Linked DNA regions of Mus musculus: regions 2, 3, 4 and 5 are each linked to region 1. Evidence: chromatin contacts called from public ChIA-PET, HiChIP or PLAC-seq and promoter capture Hi-C data. All regions are on one chromosome and are shown on one strand. Each heading gives the region's core, a stretch centred on a gene start, on an enhancer-like site or on the middle of the called end of the contact. The rest is flanking DNA. Distances are from core to core; before and after follow the strand shown.

The links. Promoter capture Hi-C pulls out the DNA fragments that hold promoters and counts their contacts. ChIA-PET counts read pairs in DNA pulled down with a chosen protein or histone mark. HiChIP or PLAC-seq counts read pairs in DNA pulled down with a chosen protein or histone mark.
Region 2: a contact with region 1 is called in a promoter capture Hi-C map of the HPC-7 cell line, with 3 times the contacts expected there. The contact joins the enhancer-like site here to the promoter of Rnf8 in region 1. A contact is called at or near these places in 5 of 39 promoter capture datasets (the 3T3-L1 cell line, the HPC-7 cell line, HPC-7-derived erythroid cells and 2 more), 2 of 115 datasets of contacts at active chromatin or transcription factors (embryonic forebrain and neural tube) and 1 of 9 other capture datasets (embryonic stem cells).
Region 3: a contact with region 1 is called in an H3K4me3 HiChIP or PLAC-seq map of embryonic stem cells, with 9 read pairs. The contact joins the enhancer-like site here to the promoter of Rnf8 in region 1. A contact is called at or near these places in 4 of 39 promoter capture datasets (cranial neural crest, hippocampal neurons, pre-B cells and 1 more), 1 of 484 Hi-C or Micro-C datasets (cerebellum) and 5 of 115 datasets of contacts at active chromatin or transcription factors (T-cell acute lymphoblastic leukemia, embryonic basal ganglia, embryonic forebrain and 1 more).
Region 4: a contact with region 1 is called in an RNA polymerase II ChIA-PET map of memory CD8 T cells, with 112 read pairs. The contact joins the promoter of BC004004 here to the promoter of Rnf8 in region 1. A contact is called at or near these places in 8 of 39 promoter capture datasets (the HPC-7 cell line, embryonic stem cells, hematopoietic stem and progenitor cells and 5 more), 6 of 484 Hi-C or Micro-C datasets (B cells, CD8 T cells, cardiomyocytes and 3 more), 7 of 115 datasets of contacts at active chromatin or transcription factors (bone marrow-derived macrophages, effector CD8 T cells, embryonic stem cells and 3 more) and 3 of 9 other capture datasets (adipose tissue, embryonic stem cells and liver).
Region 5: an H3K4me3 HiChIP or PLAC-seq map of bone marrow-derived macrophages shows a contact between it and region 1, with 3 times the contacts expected there. The contact joins the promoter of Pi16 here to the promoter of Rnf8 in region 1. A contact is called at or near these places in 1 of 39 promoter capture datasets (liver), 1 of 15 datasets of contacts at CTCF or cohesin (the NIH/3T3 cell line), 2 of 115 datasets of contacts at active chromatin or transcription factors (bone marrow-derived macrophages and effector CD8 T cells) and 3 of 9 other capture datasets (adipose tissue, embryonic stem cells and liver).

Annotation. Positions count from the first base shown.
Region 1 is chr17:29,613,411-29,616,099 of GRCm38.p6, reverse strand. It overlaps Rnf8 (ring finger protein 8), which reads right to left and starts at 1,311. Exons shown (of 8, transcript NM_021419.2): 1 at 1,022-1,311. The coding sequence starts at 1,132. It overlaps Gm28043 (predicted gene, 28043), which reads right to left and starts at 1,311. Exons shown (of 28, transcript NR_132314.1): 1 at 1,022-1,311.
Region 2 is chr17:30,112,583-30,115,271 of GRCm38.p6, reverse strand. The region is part of intron 2 of Zfand3 (zinc finger, AN1-type domain 3); the gene reads right to left. Among named protein-coding and RNA genes, the nearest start is that of Zfand3, 110 kb to the right of the region's middle. Within about 2 kb of position 1,306, at least 8 of the 459 cell types and tissues checked have an H3K27ac peak or open chromatin away from gene starts, as enhancers often do. A contact at or near this core is called in the HPC-7 cell line, where this site is marked.
Region 3 is chr17:29,974,608-29,977,296 of GRCm38.p6, reverse strand. No RefSeq gene overlaps it. Among named protein-coding and RNA genes, the nearest start is that of Zfand3, 29 kb to the left of the region's middle. Within about 2 kb of position 1,351, at least 49 of the 459 cell types and tissues checked have an H3K27ac peak or open chromatin away from gene starts, as enhancers often do. A contact at or near this core is called in cerebellum and embryonic stem cells, where this site is marked.
Region 4 is chr17:29,267,415-29,270,103 of GRCm38.p6, reverse strand. It overlaps BC004004 (cDNA sequence BC004004), which reads right to left and starts at 1,316. Exons shown (of 9, transcript NM_030561.3): 1 at 1,102-1,316.
Region 5 is chr17:29,317,521-29,320,209 of GRCm38.p6, reverse strand. Pi16 (peptidase inhibitor 16) reads right to left here and starts at 1,328. Exons shown (of 7, transcript NM_023734.3): 1 at 819-1,328. The coding sequence starts at 995. It overlaps Gm46603 (a long non-coding RNA gene), which reads left to right. Exons shown (of 4, transcript XR_003952339.1): 4 at 1-426.

The sequences.
Region 1 (2,689 bases), core at 62-2,561:
TTATAGAACACAGGTGCACCAGCCAAGGGACAACCCCACTCACAATGGGCTGGGCCCTCCCCTATCAATCACTAATTAAGAAAATGCCTTACAGCTGGATCTTATGGAGACATTTGCTCAATTAAGTTTCCCTCTTTTCAGAGGACTCTGGTTTGTGTGCCAAGTTGACAAAAGACCAGCCAGTACACATGACCAACATTCAGTACTGTACAGGCTTTCCAAAACCTCAAGGATTCTACATTGCAAGCGCATCCCTGACCCAGTTCTGCTTCCAGAGCAGACTGCAAGGATTGAAAGCCCACAACAGCACCCAGCACCTCTCCCCCACTTAGAACTGTTCCTCCCACTTTGTCTTTGTTTCTAATTTTGCGTTTGTGGAGCTGCAGATACAGCTCATTTGGTAGAGTCCTTGCCTTCCAAGTTCTGTGACCCTGCGTTCAATCCCCAGCACCGGCCTTTTAAGTCAGCTTTACATTGTGAGCAGTTTCTGGAGAGAAGGCTGACCCACTTCAGGAGTGGCCCACCCCGACGCTCCAGTTCCCCTCGGAGATGGAATGGAAGACTTTTATTTTCAGTATTACAGTTCGAGGGGTTTAGGCATGCTACCCTTAAACTCCTGATCACACTTAAAATCAACTCCAGAGAGTCCACGCCCTCCGCAGCCTTCCAGGCGTCCATCTTCAGACTCCCTAGACAGGTTCGCCACTCCTAGGAATCAGTGGGGACGCCTCTGCCTCAGTTTCTCCGTCTCTGATAGACCCTTAACTGGGACAGTGCCTGTTCTCGACCCCATCCTTCTCCTCGCTGGGAGGCCCGCGTCCGTTACAGCGGCTCCGGCACGGGTCCCGCTCCCGCGCAGCCGCCCTCCAGCTCGGGCCTCAAGCCGCGGACTCGCCTGGCCTCGCGGCCCGGTCCCTCCGGGCCCTGAGGTGGCCGGAGCCCGCTGCCTCGGCGCCTCCCCGCCGACCGGTGTGCGCGGCCTTCCCCCGCTCCCGCAGCTCGCCAGGCCTCTCGCCCTCACCTCAGTCCCAGCCTCCAGCTGCAGCCACTCGCAGTCCATCCCCAGCCGCCGCAAGCACCAGCTCCGGCGGGCCGCGAGCTGCCCCGAGACCAAGGGGTCGGGCTCGCCCATGGCCCGACCGGCACTGGGGCAGCGTTCAGCAACCAGCCAACCTCTAGCCTGAGCTCCGGCCGCCTCCGAGGTTCCTCTCGCGCAACTTAATCTACACACAAGACAGAAGCAATCGCCCGGGGATCGACCGCGTTGAGAGCGCGGGCCCGCCCCAGGCCTGGGAAGGCGGGCAGTGCGCGTGCGCAGCGGGAGGCGGGCGGGAAGTGCGCAGGTGTGAGCCTGAAGAAGGACGAGCGTAACGTCTGCTGCGGACAAAATCCTAAACTAAAGCATAGATTTTAGGACTTGGAGGATGGCTCAACGAGTAAAGCTACTTGCTGGCAAGCGTGGAGACGATGCTCAGGCTTCACCTATATGGTGGCTGGGGAAAACTGACTTTTCAAATTGGCCTCTGACTTCCAAATGCGCACCCTAGCGGGTGGGTGTGGGTGTGCGCGCGCGCCTGTGTGCGCGCAGAGTAATAAACACTTAAAAGTTATAGATTAAAAATTATAGTAAACAACAGAAACACTCTCTTTCCTTGGGTTCGTGAGTATAATAATGACTTTCCCAATACCTTCTTTCCTCTCTGCGCTCTCCAAAGCCAGTACCCCAGATCCAGCAGCAATGAACCTGAACCTTTATTTGTATCCCACCCCTTTTTCCTTTGGCAGAGTGTGGTGGAGGATGAGGAGTTCAAGGGCATCTACCGCTATGCAGTGAGTTAGAGGCCAGCCTGGGATATGAGACCGTGTCTACAAAACAAACAAAAATTGCTTTATAACACGGTGATGACGGCCATAACCATTTTATTGAGAACTATAGCCTACTTTGGGTTGGGAGTAGGAGATTCTGAACATTGAACACACAGCCAAGGATGTACTCTGTAGCTAAATTATACCTCCACCCCATTATAACCCACTTTTGAGTGATTTAGAAAAGTCTGATCATTTTAAGGTTGATTCAGTCTATTCCTATTTAGCATCTATTTGTTTTTCATGACCTCATTTTGTTTCTGAATCTTTAAAAATTATACCAGGCAAATCTGTAGAGATGGATCGCATTACCTGGGGCTCATACAGGGTACAGAAGGAATGGAAATGGGCTTGAAGGGGCTAGGGAGATGAAACTCTCCCTTCTCTCTCCACGCTGAAGTTTGGGTGTTTAAGATATGTGTGTATGGGCTGGAGAGATGGCTCAGCGGTTAAGAGCACGGACTGCTCTTCTGAAGATCCTGAGTTCAAATCCCAGCAACCACATGGTGGCTCACAACCACCCGAAAGGAGATCATGAGATCTGGTGCCCTCTTCTGGTGTGTCTGAAAACAGCAACAGTGTACTTACATATAATAAATAAATCTTAAAAAAAATAAAAAAAAGATATATGTGTACATGTTTTGCCTGCATGTATGTCTCTGAGCCAAGTGCATGCCCAATGGCTGCAGAAACCAGAAGAGGTTGTTGGATCCCCTGGAACTGGAGTTTATTATTTTTATGGATTGTTTTGGTTCGGTTTATTTTTATGTATGTGTCTTGCCAACATGTATGTATGTACCACGCGTGTGCCTAGTGCCTGTGA
Region 2 (2,689 bases), core at 57-2,556, 500 kb before region 1:
GGTTTACATAACAAATTCCAGGCTAGCCAGGGCTACCCAGTAAGATGCTTGTCTCTAAATTGATGTTCTCCAACTTAGGGAGAAAACCAACTGTCAGATTTGACAACAAATCCTTTAAAACATTTTTTCATCTGATTTTATTTCACAATGGTTTTTTTAAATCACAATTTAAAAAAAAAAAAAGAATGTTGAGGGAAGGGAGGAGCTTTGATGAAGAACCCTTAAAAATACACTCAGTCCTGTTTTCAAGTTGCTTCAAAAAAATTCACTCAGTCCTGTTTTCAAGTACAAGAGCATCAGATATGCGCCCTCTGCTGGCTTCACAAAAACTCCCTTGATGTTCCTCTGGGCCCAGGAAGAAATACAAAAATACAAAGGGCTACAAAAGGGCTGGGTGCACATTTCACAGTAAGATCCAACCTTCAGGAAAGCAATTTAGCAAAAATCTCTTAGGTCAGTCACACTGGATACCTCCCTCCCCTACGCGCTGGGTTATTCTTACCCTCAAACATCTCTAGCTTGCACAGAGAAAAGGTAACACTTCTCTACTGAATAAAAACACTGTAGAGTAATTGCAACATTTGTGTTCCATCAAAAGTAACAACATACAAAACTACACAGGTAAATGCAAGCCTGCCCAAAAACAAGAACTTAAGAGGAAATTCTTGTCATTTTCCCACAAGTTCAACTTTGTATTAATGGTCTTTCAGATCCAAGAGGACAAAAGGTCAGAAAACTGATCCACAAAGCAATGTATCAATATCCTTCCATTTGAAGCTATTCTTTTAAATTTTAAGTTATTTACCAAATAATATTCATTTTTAAATAATAGAGTTTCTTTCCAGACGACAGTTTTAACTCTGTAATAAAAAAAATATTGTTTCAATAGCCAAGCAATATATTTTAATTATTGTGCTAGGTACCACAAGTAAAATGTCACAAAAATTGTGCCCTGTGATTAACTAAACCTTCTCTGAAGGCTTCTAGAGAGAACAGAAAACAAAGACAGTCCACTCACAGCACAGTCTAAACGTGAGCAGAGTTTGATCCGCTATGAATACTGCCATAGAAAACAAAATGTGCCATAACTCATTGTACAAATACATATTTATAATTTTATTGAACTTTTCTCATCTAGGCTGACAGCACTCCCTCCAAAAGTTCAAGACCACCTACCAAAATTCCCAGGACCAACCATGAGAAGCCCTCTTTTGAGTTGTTGGCCAGAGCTGTCTAGCACACGGCCCCCTGCTATTGATTGCCCTAGGTTACCCTCAGCCAGGGGTGAAAGTTAAGTCCCTATTGCTGAAGATACCACGCAATTCAGAAATAAGGCCCAGAAGCCCCGAGCTAAAAGTGACACACACATACTTAGTCACGTATCCTACTTAGGGTTCAATTCTTTTGGGTACACATTCGCTTTAGCAGAACTACCAGGTTGAGCAATGAATTTTTGGAAAAGGCATATTATTATAACGATGTCTTCAACTGGTGAATATCATGAAAACTCTAAAAAGTTTTTCTTTTGCTGTATTGATGGAGACGCTTACTAGTGAGAACACATACTAGAGACCAAAGCCTGGGCAGAGAGCAAGTGCAGCTACCACTTACTTAAAACACTGAAGCTATATTTTGTCCTGACCTAATTCTTATTTTTCACAAGCAATGACATTTTTCCTATAAGTATATGAAACAGATCTTACTCTTTGGTTATTTTTTTTTCTTGCCAAAGTGCTTCCTTGTTGCCTAGTATACACTGTAAAACTTTTCAATTTTTTTCTGAATATTTTAAATTGAGAAAGTTACGTATTTTATCATACACAATGTTATTCTAAAATAGGTACTATGCTATGGCTAAATCAAGCTCATTAACATATGTGTCACTTCGTGTACCTCTGTTTTCATGACTTTTTAAAGTACTAAACTGTAACTGACAACAGTGACTGATGCGTCAATCAGATCCACTATTCCCAACAAAGAGAGGGATGTCTGCCTTAAAATACGCCTCACACACAAGCACAGGTCCCTCGCCAGTCAAGTTTTCTGAATAAAAACAATGAAGAATCCCCCAACCTCTGCTCAGCATCTGACTGTCTCATCTGTAAAGCCTCCTTGCTTTACAGACTCATGCTGAGTGTTTGGTGGTACAGATAACATGTCCTGCAAATCATACTCTGTGGAAGGAGACACACCTATCTGCAGGGCAACCAAGGGCAAGAGACACCAGACAGTCAGGGGCAGAGCTACACCAGAACGCTCATCTCCTATTATCAAAACATGCTTTGTCCAATAGGACCAAAGCACCAAGCGGTCCTAAAGTTGCTCAGTCCAAGTCAATGAAAAGTGTGCACTCTGTGCTTGCCAGTAGAAACAGGCTGAGGGAAAGAAATGCAAGCTACTTAGTCTTTACATTCAAACAAACCACTCTGCATTTCATTAAGATTTAGGAGCTAAGTGAACTAACAAAGTTCCTTTAAGTTCTCTGGGTCTACTTCCTCATTTTTAAAAAAAAAAGAGAGGGGGGGAAAGCTCAATTGAGGAAAAGCTCAATTGGTAAAGTGAAGACCTGAGTTCAATCCGCAGAAACCACATTAAAAAATGCTAGATGTGGTGGTACGTGTTTGTGATTGCCACACTTTTAAGGCCAATACTACAGAAGCAGAGAGGGGAGGGCCCTTGAAGTTTGCCC
Region 3 (2,689 bases), core at 102-2,601, 360 kb before region 1:
CAGTCGGGTGCTCTAACCCACTGAGCCATCTCACCAGCCCTCGAGACAGTCTTGGTGAACACATATTGCAGTCCCAGAAAGGGACTGGGCTTGGGGGTGGGAGTGCAGAGGTCAAGGAGGAGAGGAGCTGGGGGTGGGGGGACGGACATGTTCACACATAGCCTTGGGTATCACTCCAGGTAGCACTCTCTAGGCCAGGCAGAGGGATTAACAGATACTCAGAGTAAATCGTGCTGGACTTGGTTCCTGGAGTTAAGCCTCAATCACTTTCAAGCAAAGGCTTGTACGCTTAAGCCTTTGCAATTAGGCAAGACTCTGTTCTCCCTGGGAAGTCCCCCAGTCTGAAGGAGGGGTGGGGGACAGAGGTCAAGTTGCTTGCTGCAAGCAGATGGCTGTGATGGGAGGTGGGAGCGGGGGTCTTACTGGGTGTGGGAAATGGAGGGGCTATGTTCTCTGGAGCACACACCACACTCTTCTAGCTGTGTGGCTTTGGATTCTTCGATCGATATCTCTGAGGCTCAGTATCATCTACTTTGAGGTGTGATGGAGATTATTGACAAGTCAAGGCGAAGCACCAAAGGCTGTGGAGAGCCTGTGTCGACCTCTGACCTCACATGGGGACAGCTCTGATATGACCGTGGGCTATGATCCAGGTGAGGGACAGACACAAGCAAGGTTAGCAAGCCTGCCTAGCACATTTCAGCATCCCTTAAATCAGGTATGGTGGCACACACCTGTAACCCCAGCACTGAGGAAGTCAAAGTAGGAGGATGAGAAGTTCAAAGCCACCCCCAGGCACAAAGCCCATGGAGGCCAGCCTGGGCTATTTGAATCCATCTAAACAAACAAACAAACAAGAAAGCAAAACAAAGTCCGAGTAATCAAATAAATAAATAAATAAATAAAAAAGATACCCCTGCCTCAAATATATGTACATATAAAATGCAGGTTGTGAGCATATCCAAGCATGTGTACTAACCGCACCCAGCTTAGCTAGTGCTTGGGCTGGAACCCTGGGCTTCGTGCATGCTAGGCAAAGCCTTAATCACCGTAGCTACAGTCTTCAGTCCCTGACTGACCTGATGATAAGGGAAGAAGCTGACTTAAGGCTTTCAGGAGATCAATAGTAGATAGATCGAGCAAGTACGCTCCCCTGATTTAGGAATCTCTCTGTAAATGAGAGATTCTAGTCCTGATTTTAGGCAGAGTTTATTTCAGATTTAGTGGAGGCCCAGAGCTCCTGGGAGGCCCAAGAAGCATCAGCACCGCCTCCGCAGGCTTAGTCCAGGGCTCTTCCCAGCTTAGGAACATCCAGATGGCCGGGCCGCTGGGCCTGGCTCCCTCTCGCCCCCCTGTGGTCACAATTGAAACAGCCCAGAGGCCTTACTGCCAGCACTGGCTGTTCAGCAGATGGATATGCCCCGGGCGGCCCCTCTTCTCTGGAACCCTCTTCTGCTATGGAGGACACCACAACTGATGAGTCACCCCCAGACAGGAGAGAGCTGCAGAAGAAACCCCGTCTCCAGGAGGCAGGAAGAAACTCCAGACTGTTTCCTGGCCTGGTTTCAAGGCAGTCCCCACAAACTTGGGCTTTCCTGGCAACAGAGGAAGGGAGGTGGCAGGGGCCTGAGGTGTACATTCTGGCAACAGCTCCTGTCTGTTATTCCACATCCACCCCAGATCTCCTTTAGGCACAAGTCACTAGGACCAGCTTGTACTCAAGGTGGCCAGTTACCTTCTCCCTGCTCCCTGATGCCAATCTGTGACCTGTTTCATCAGATATGAGGCAGATAACACCTTTTCCATCCCAGAAAATAACACCCACTGGGGGGTTATTGGCAAGCTTCTCCATCCCAGGGAATTATACCTGGATGTCAGCCTGAAATAAGTTTGGGGTCTTGCTTGTTTGTCCAGTTGTTTTGCATTTGTGTGTGTGTGTGTGTGTGTGTGTGTATGTGTGTATGTGTGTGTAGGTTAGAGAACATATGAGAATTGGTTCTCTCCTTCCACCATGTGGACCCTGAGAATTGGTTCTCTCCTTCCACCATGTGGACCCTGAGTATTGAACTCCGGTCATGAGGGTTGGCAGCAAGCCCCTTTAACCACTAGAGTCTCTGATCCACTGAGTCTTCTGAAACAAGGTTCCTAAAGGCAGTTTTGGGTGGGAGCCCTTCTGCGTGTCTGTTCCTTCTTGTACTCACTCATTGAACACACATTGATTGTTGTCCAGCTGTATGTTAAGTACGAGGATGTGGCACGGGTATAGAGACGCAAAGTCATTGTCACAGACCCTAATCTGGCACTGAGTAATGTGGTTTGTATTTTCCCCCTGAACCCCTCCTTTCAAAAGCTGTTTCCAGAGTGTCTCTGCTTGCTAGCTGTGCGACCTTGGGCAGAAAACAAACAAGGAAAAACCAACACGGTTGCAGGTGTGGCATGCTATGCTGTGTGATTTATGTCTGTTAGGCTATTCTGACAGTGCCCCCGAGGTAAGCTGTACTCTTCCCAGATTCCGAGGTAAGGAAATGTAGCCTCAGAGAGCTTCAACTGCTGAAGCCCAAAGAACGGGCAGGCAGAGGAACCACAGTTTGGACTCAGAGCCACCAGCCTTCCCAAGGCCGAGTCTTCAATCTGCAGGATAAACGGTTTCACATCTAAAATGCCAGCTTCTTCATTTCTTCTCCTGTTC
Region 4 (2,689 bases), core at 67-2,566, 350 kb after region 1:
GAGCCCCATGAACACTTCTAAAGCTATAATGACAAGAGCCCCCATTGCCCGTGTAACCACGAGTGTGTTCATTAAAGGCTGACAGCAGAGAACTCCTACCAATCTCTGGAGCTCAAGATCCTCCCCTTCCTGCCACTGTTGATGTGGCCACCTGTGTGTCCTTCTGGACCATCTTCCAGTTCATTCCCAAGCTCACCTCAATGGTGAAGTCTAGCTCCGGGCCTCCCTCAGCTCCAAAGCCTTCATACCTTATCATGAATACTTGTCTTTCTCTTTACATCTGTCTTCTGCTTCATGTAAGGCCTCTTAGAACTCCTGTGGCCTCTTTACCCCTTACACAGCTATTCAATAGCCTACATAGACATATAATTACTGTGGGATGTGTAGTCTCCGGTGAGAGTTAATATCACCAGTGAAGACTGGAATGATATATTCTATTTTCGGTGATGGCCAGCTGTCAAGGGAAATCTCGAAATCTTGGCAAAATTGCAGCCAACGAAACCCAGTTTGTGAATCTGTACTTCCATTGTGAAAGACATTGTGCCTGGCACTGTGAAAAGACAAACGTGTCCCTTTATGTTTCTGACATAGCATACTCACGACACATGGCTTGCAAGGTTTAAGTCTTAAAATGCAAGGAAACACTAGGCAGCTTATTTTTCTCGTACTGGCAGGCGATTGACTGCAAACGGGTCAGTGTGCCATGCCACGTTCTGAGACGCCAAGTTTATCACATTAAGTCCACATTAAAATAAATAAAATTAAATTAAGTACTTCCTCCTTAACATTTGGGCTAAGATGTCTAAGAAGGGGCCATTCAGGGGTGACGCTAAGGCATCTGTGACAGGTTGGCAAGCGGGGTCAGGGCTTTCGGACACGGCCGCCACGTCTGCGAACCAAGTTCGAGCAGTGTCGGACCCCGTCACCCTCCCCGCGGAGCCTCGGGAAAGATGTCAGAGGGGATCTGCCCCGGGGAGCGGTCGGGGGTGCTGTCAGTCAGCAGAACGCGGACGGGAGCGGCGAGGAGGGCGGCGCGAGGCAGCGGCGGCCGCGGAGGGCGGCCGGCCTCCCCCCTCCCGGCCTCGGGCCCCAGTCACTCACATGCGGGCCCGCGCCCTCTCGGGCTCCTCCCGCCTCGGGGACAGCAGCCGCCGGGCGAGGAGGGTGGGCCAACAACTTCCTGCTTCCGGCAGCGCGACCCGGAAGTGGTTCTCGCGCCGCCGGCCAGGGCTGGAACACAAAGGAAAAGCTCCTTGCGCCCCAGGTTCCGAAACAGATCTGGCGAGGTCGCGGGGCGCGGGGCGCGGGGCAAATCTCGCGGTATCTGAAAAGCTTGTGCTCTTGCTCCCCCTGACGTCCAGATGGCACTACTGCGCCTTCTCAGTCGTAGAAGTCTCAAAATATTAATAACAACAATAATAATAATAATAAAAAAATTTTTTTAGGGGTCCGGACTCATTGACTCAATTCATTCCCATTTACACTTGGCTCACTCGTTTGTATCTATTGACTGCTGGTTCTGTGGTAAGCATCACTAAGCACTGTACTCTTAGGAAACTGCTTCAAGAATTATATATTGTAACATGAACATTCTCACAACACCTGACCATGAACCAGCCAAACAGGTTTATGGAGCTGGTTAACTGACTGCAGGTTTCTCTCACAAATAGGGAGTGGCAGTCAGCAACTGTTTGTATATGTGTGTGTGTGTGTGTGTGTGTGTGTGTGTGTAGTATGTGTACGCTTCTCCATGCACATAAGTGTCTTCAGAGGCACCGGATCCCATGGAACTGGACTTACAGACAACTGTGAGCAGAATGATATAGATTCTGGGAACTGAACTCAAATTCTTTGGGAAAACAGCTTTCTGAACAGCCAAGCCATCTCTCAAGCCTCTATATCAGAACCTTTAACTGATTTCTACCCGGGGACCTGAAACAAAATGCTGGGCTCAGCCCTGATGCTATAACTCAAAAGCCATGGTGACTGTGAGATGGGGTCAGATGAACCAGAGCAAAGACTCCAGGCCACCAGGCCACTCTACGCTCTCCCCATACAGGCACAAATAAGTCTCCTTTCCTGACACCCACTACTACCTGTACCCTCAGCTGACATACTAAGCCTGCCAGAACTGACTTTGTTTTTAACCCCTTAAAATGACAGTTACACAGGCTAGAGAAAGGGCTCCGGAGTTACAAGCACCTGCTGCTCCAGAAAAAGACCAGAGTTCACTTTCCAGCACCCACACAATGGCTTAGAACTGTCTGTAGCTGCCGGGCAGAGTGAGTTCCAGGACAGGCAGGGCTATACAGAGAAACCCTGTCTCGAAAAACCAAATAAACAAAAAAACAAAAAAACTAAAAAGGAGAATATATGGAGCCTAAATTCATCTATGGTGGCCTTGGAAATTCTCAAAGTCCCCTTTTCAGAACCTCACCGAGTGAGAGAACTGGGGTTAGCAGAGTTCCCATCACTTGAAGCTGCAAGGCAAAGAGAGACAGGTGAGACTGCACTGAAGAGGTACAGTTCTGTTTCCCTAAGGACACCAGCTTTACAGAGAACAGTGACGATCAGAGTGGCAGCCTCCTTAGATGACAGGCTGGAAGAGAACAGAGAATGTCTTTAAGAATTTAGGGCTAGCCTTGCAGTGGTAGCGCAAGCCTTTTATCCCAGCACTCGGGAGGCAGAG
Region 5 (2,689 bases), core at 79-2,578, 300 kb after region 1:
TCAGGATCCCTGGTTCCCTGCTGTATTTCCCAGGTGTGACCTAGCCCTTAGCTCAGGGGTTCCTGGCCACTGGAGGGTGTCTGGGAGTGGGGTGGACCAGTCAGACTTCAGAGAGGACAGAATGGGAGTGATTCTAACTCTTATCAGCTGAAACCAGAGCAGACATCCTGCCTCCACCCTGCCATCTGATAATAAATGTTCTTTTCGCCAGATTGGCCACCGGCACCCAGCCTCGGCCTCCACTGTCTGTGCATTCCTCTCACTGTTGTGTAGATAATTTGTATGTGTGTTATATATGTGCTTTTTATATTTCACCGCATGTAGTATTACATGTGTGCGAGTCAGCCCATGCGTGTGGGTGTGCTTGTGACCCCATTTTACCGACGAGACACTGAGAGAGTCCACATGGTTACAGGATGCGCCCCAAACGAGACCGGGTTTTGGAAAGGGCACCTAAACTGTGGGCCCCAAAGTCCTTCAGGCTTGCTCCCTCCCCCTCCAGTGTTTTCTGGGCTCATCTGCCTCTTCCTCTTCCCTCCAGGACACCCCATCTTGAGAAGAGTTGAGGAGGAGGCCACTGCTGTGTGGGGAGCCAGGGCTTAAGCTTGAGCAAAGTTCCCTCTGAGCCTCAGTTTTCTCATCTAGAAGATGGGGCTGATAATGGGGACCAGTGCATTATACAGCACCAGGGACTCTGTCACTGACCAGAGAGGAAGGAGTCTTGACAGAGCATCCCCACGGGGAGGCGAGGAGAAGGACTGTGGCAGGCCTTGCCTCGCACCCTTCAGGCCCAGGAGGTGGCCCCCAGCCACACTCACCATCTGCAGCATATCTGAGGCTGGCGGGGACACCTGGGCACGGTACTGGTTGTGAAGATCCACCATAGTTTGCTTCTCGTCCTCTGTGAGGGCTGTGGTGGGGCCAGTGGCAATCAGCAGCAGCAGGAGGAGCAGTGGCGGCGGCAACATCACCCACGGGCTGCAGGAACCGTGCATGGTGGCCAGCCCTCTCTGCCTCTCCTGATCAGGGGTCTGGCAGCTGGACTTAAAGTCCTTCCCACACAAGCACCACCCTGGCTGGGGTGGGGCAGCAGGGGCTGTGTCTGGAGGCCCAGCCCGGCTCACACAATGTCTCCAGGAGGGCTGGGTGCCTTGGGTCTGGACCAGAGCAGAATCCACTCCCCTGGAGTCCTTGGCAACAGCCTCCTTTTCTCTCAGTAAAGGGCTCAGGCCAAAGGCTATATGAGCTCCACCATCCCTCCTGAGGGGGACAGATCCTCAGGGGACACAATTCCAGAAGCAGCTGCAGCGCTGTGCTGTGGCATTCAGTCACTACTAAGTGCAGAGGACAGAACAAAGAAGGAACCTTACAGACCTGCCCCTACAGGATTGGGTAAGATGAGGAAGCTGCCAGTACCACGGAAAGAGCAAGGGAGGGAGAGATGATGCAAGGGTCATGACAGCAACATTAAGTGCCCACCCCAGGTCCTCTGCAAGAGCAGCAGGCGCCCTTGATTGCTGAGCTGTCTCTCCAGCCCCAGGAGAGCCTTCTAAACAAGAGGATGAATATCCACAGGAACAGGAAAGAAGTCAGGGGGTGTGGAGGTCTCTCGTTTGTCTCAGACAAGTTCTTCATTATGTAGCCCAGGTTAGCTGCTCTCTAATTGCTATGTCTCCGCAATTATATTTATTTACTTAATGTATGTGAGTGCTCTATCTGCATGTACACCTGCATGGCAGAAGAGGGCATCAACTCATTTGTAGATGGTTGTGATCTACAGATGGTAGATGCATGTATAGATGGTGTTCCTATCATGTATGTGGGTACTGGGAATAGAACTCAGGTCCTCCAGAAGAGCAGCCAGTGCTCTTAACAGCTGAGCCATCTCTCCAGCCCTCCTCTCTCCCCCTCCTTCCCTCCTCCTCCTCTGTTTTTAAAAAGATGTTCTCTAGAGGACATGCCACATGGAATTGAAGTCCCTGGCAGCACACATCTATGAGCACTGGAGGGGGAACAGCTTAAGAGTGAACAAAATTTATGTAGCGTGTAATTATTAAAAAAAAAAAAAATCGGGGGCTGGTGAGATGGCTCAGCAGTTAAGAGCACTGACTGCTCTTCCAGAAGTCCTGAGTTCAATTCCCAGCAACTACATGGTGGCTCACAACCATCTGTAATGGGATCTGACGCCCTCTTCTGGTACTGTCTGAAGACAGCTATTGTGTACTTAGATAAAATAATAAACTTTTAGGGTGGAGCAAGCAGGTCAACTGGAGTGAGCAGGGCCGACCAGAGCACAGAGGTCCTGAATTCAAATTCCCAGCAACCACATGATGGGTCACAACCATCAGTACAGCTACAGTGTACTTATATACATAAATAAATAAATACATACATACATACATACATACATACATCTTTTTTTTTCCCCCTGAGACAGGGTTTCTCTGTATAGCCCTGGCTGTCCTGGAACTCACTCTGTAGACCAGGCTGGCCTTGAACTCAGAAATCTGACTGCCTCTGCCTCCCAAGTGCTAGGATTAAAGGCGCTTGGCCTGGCCCAGGCTAACCTTTTTTTTTTTTTTAATTAGATATTTGTTTGTTTTCCTTCTGATGGATGTTTGTCCCTCACCTCTAATACAAATGCTGCTTGGTCAGTCTTTGCACACATCTATCTTTGAGGCTCTCTGAT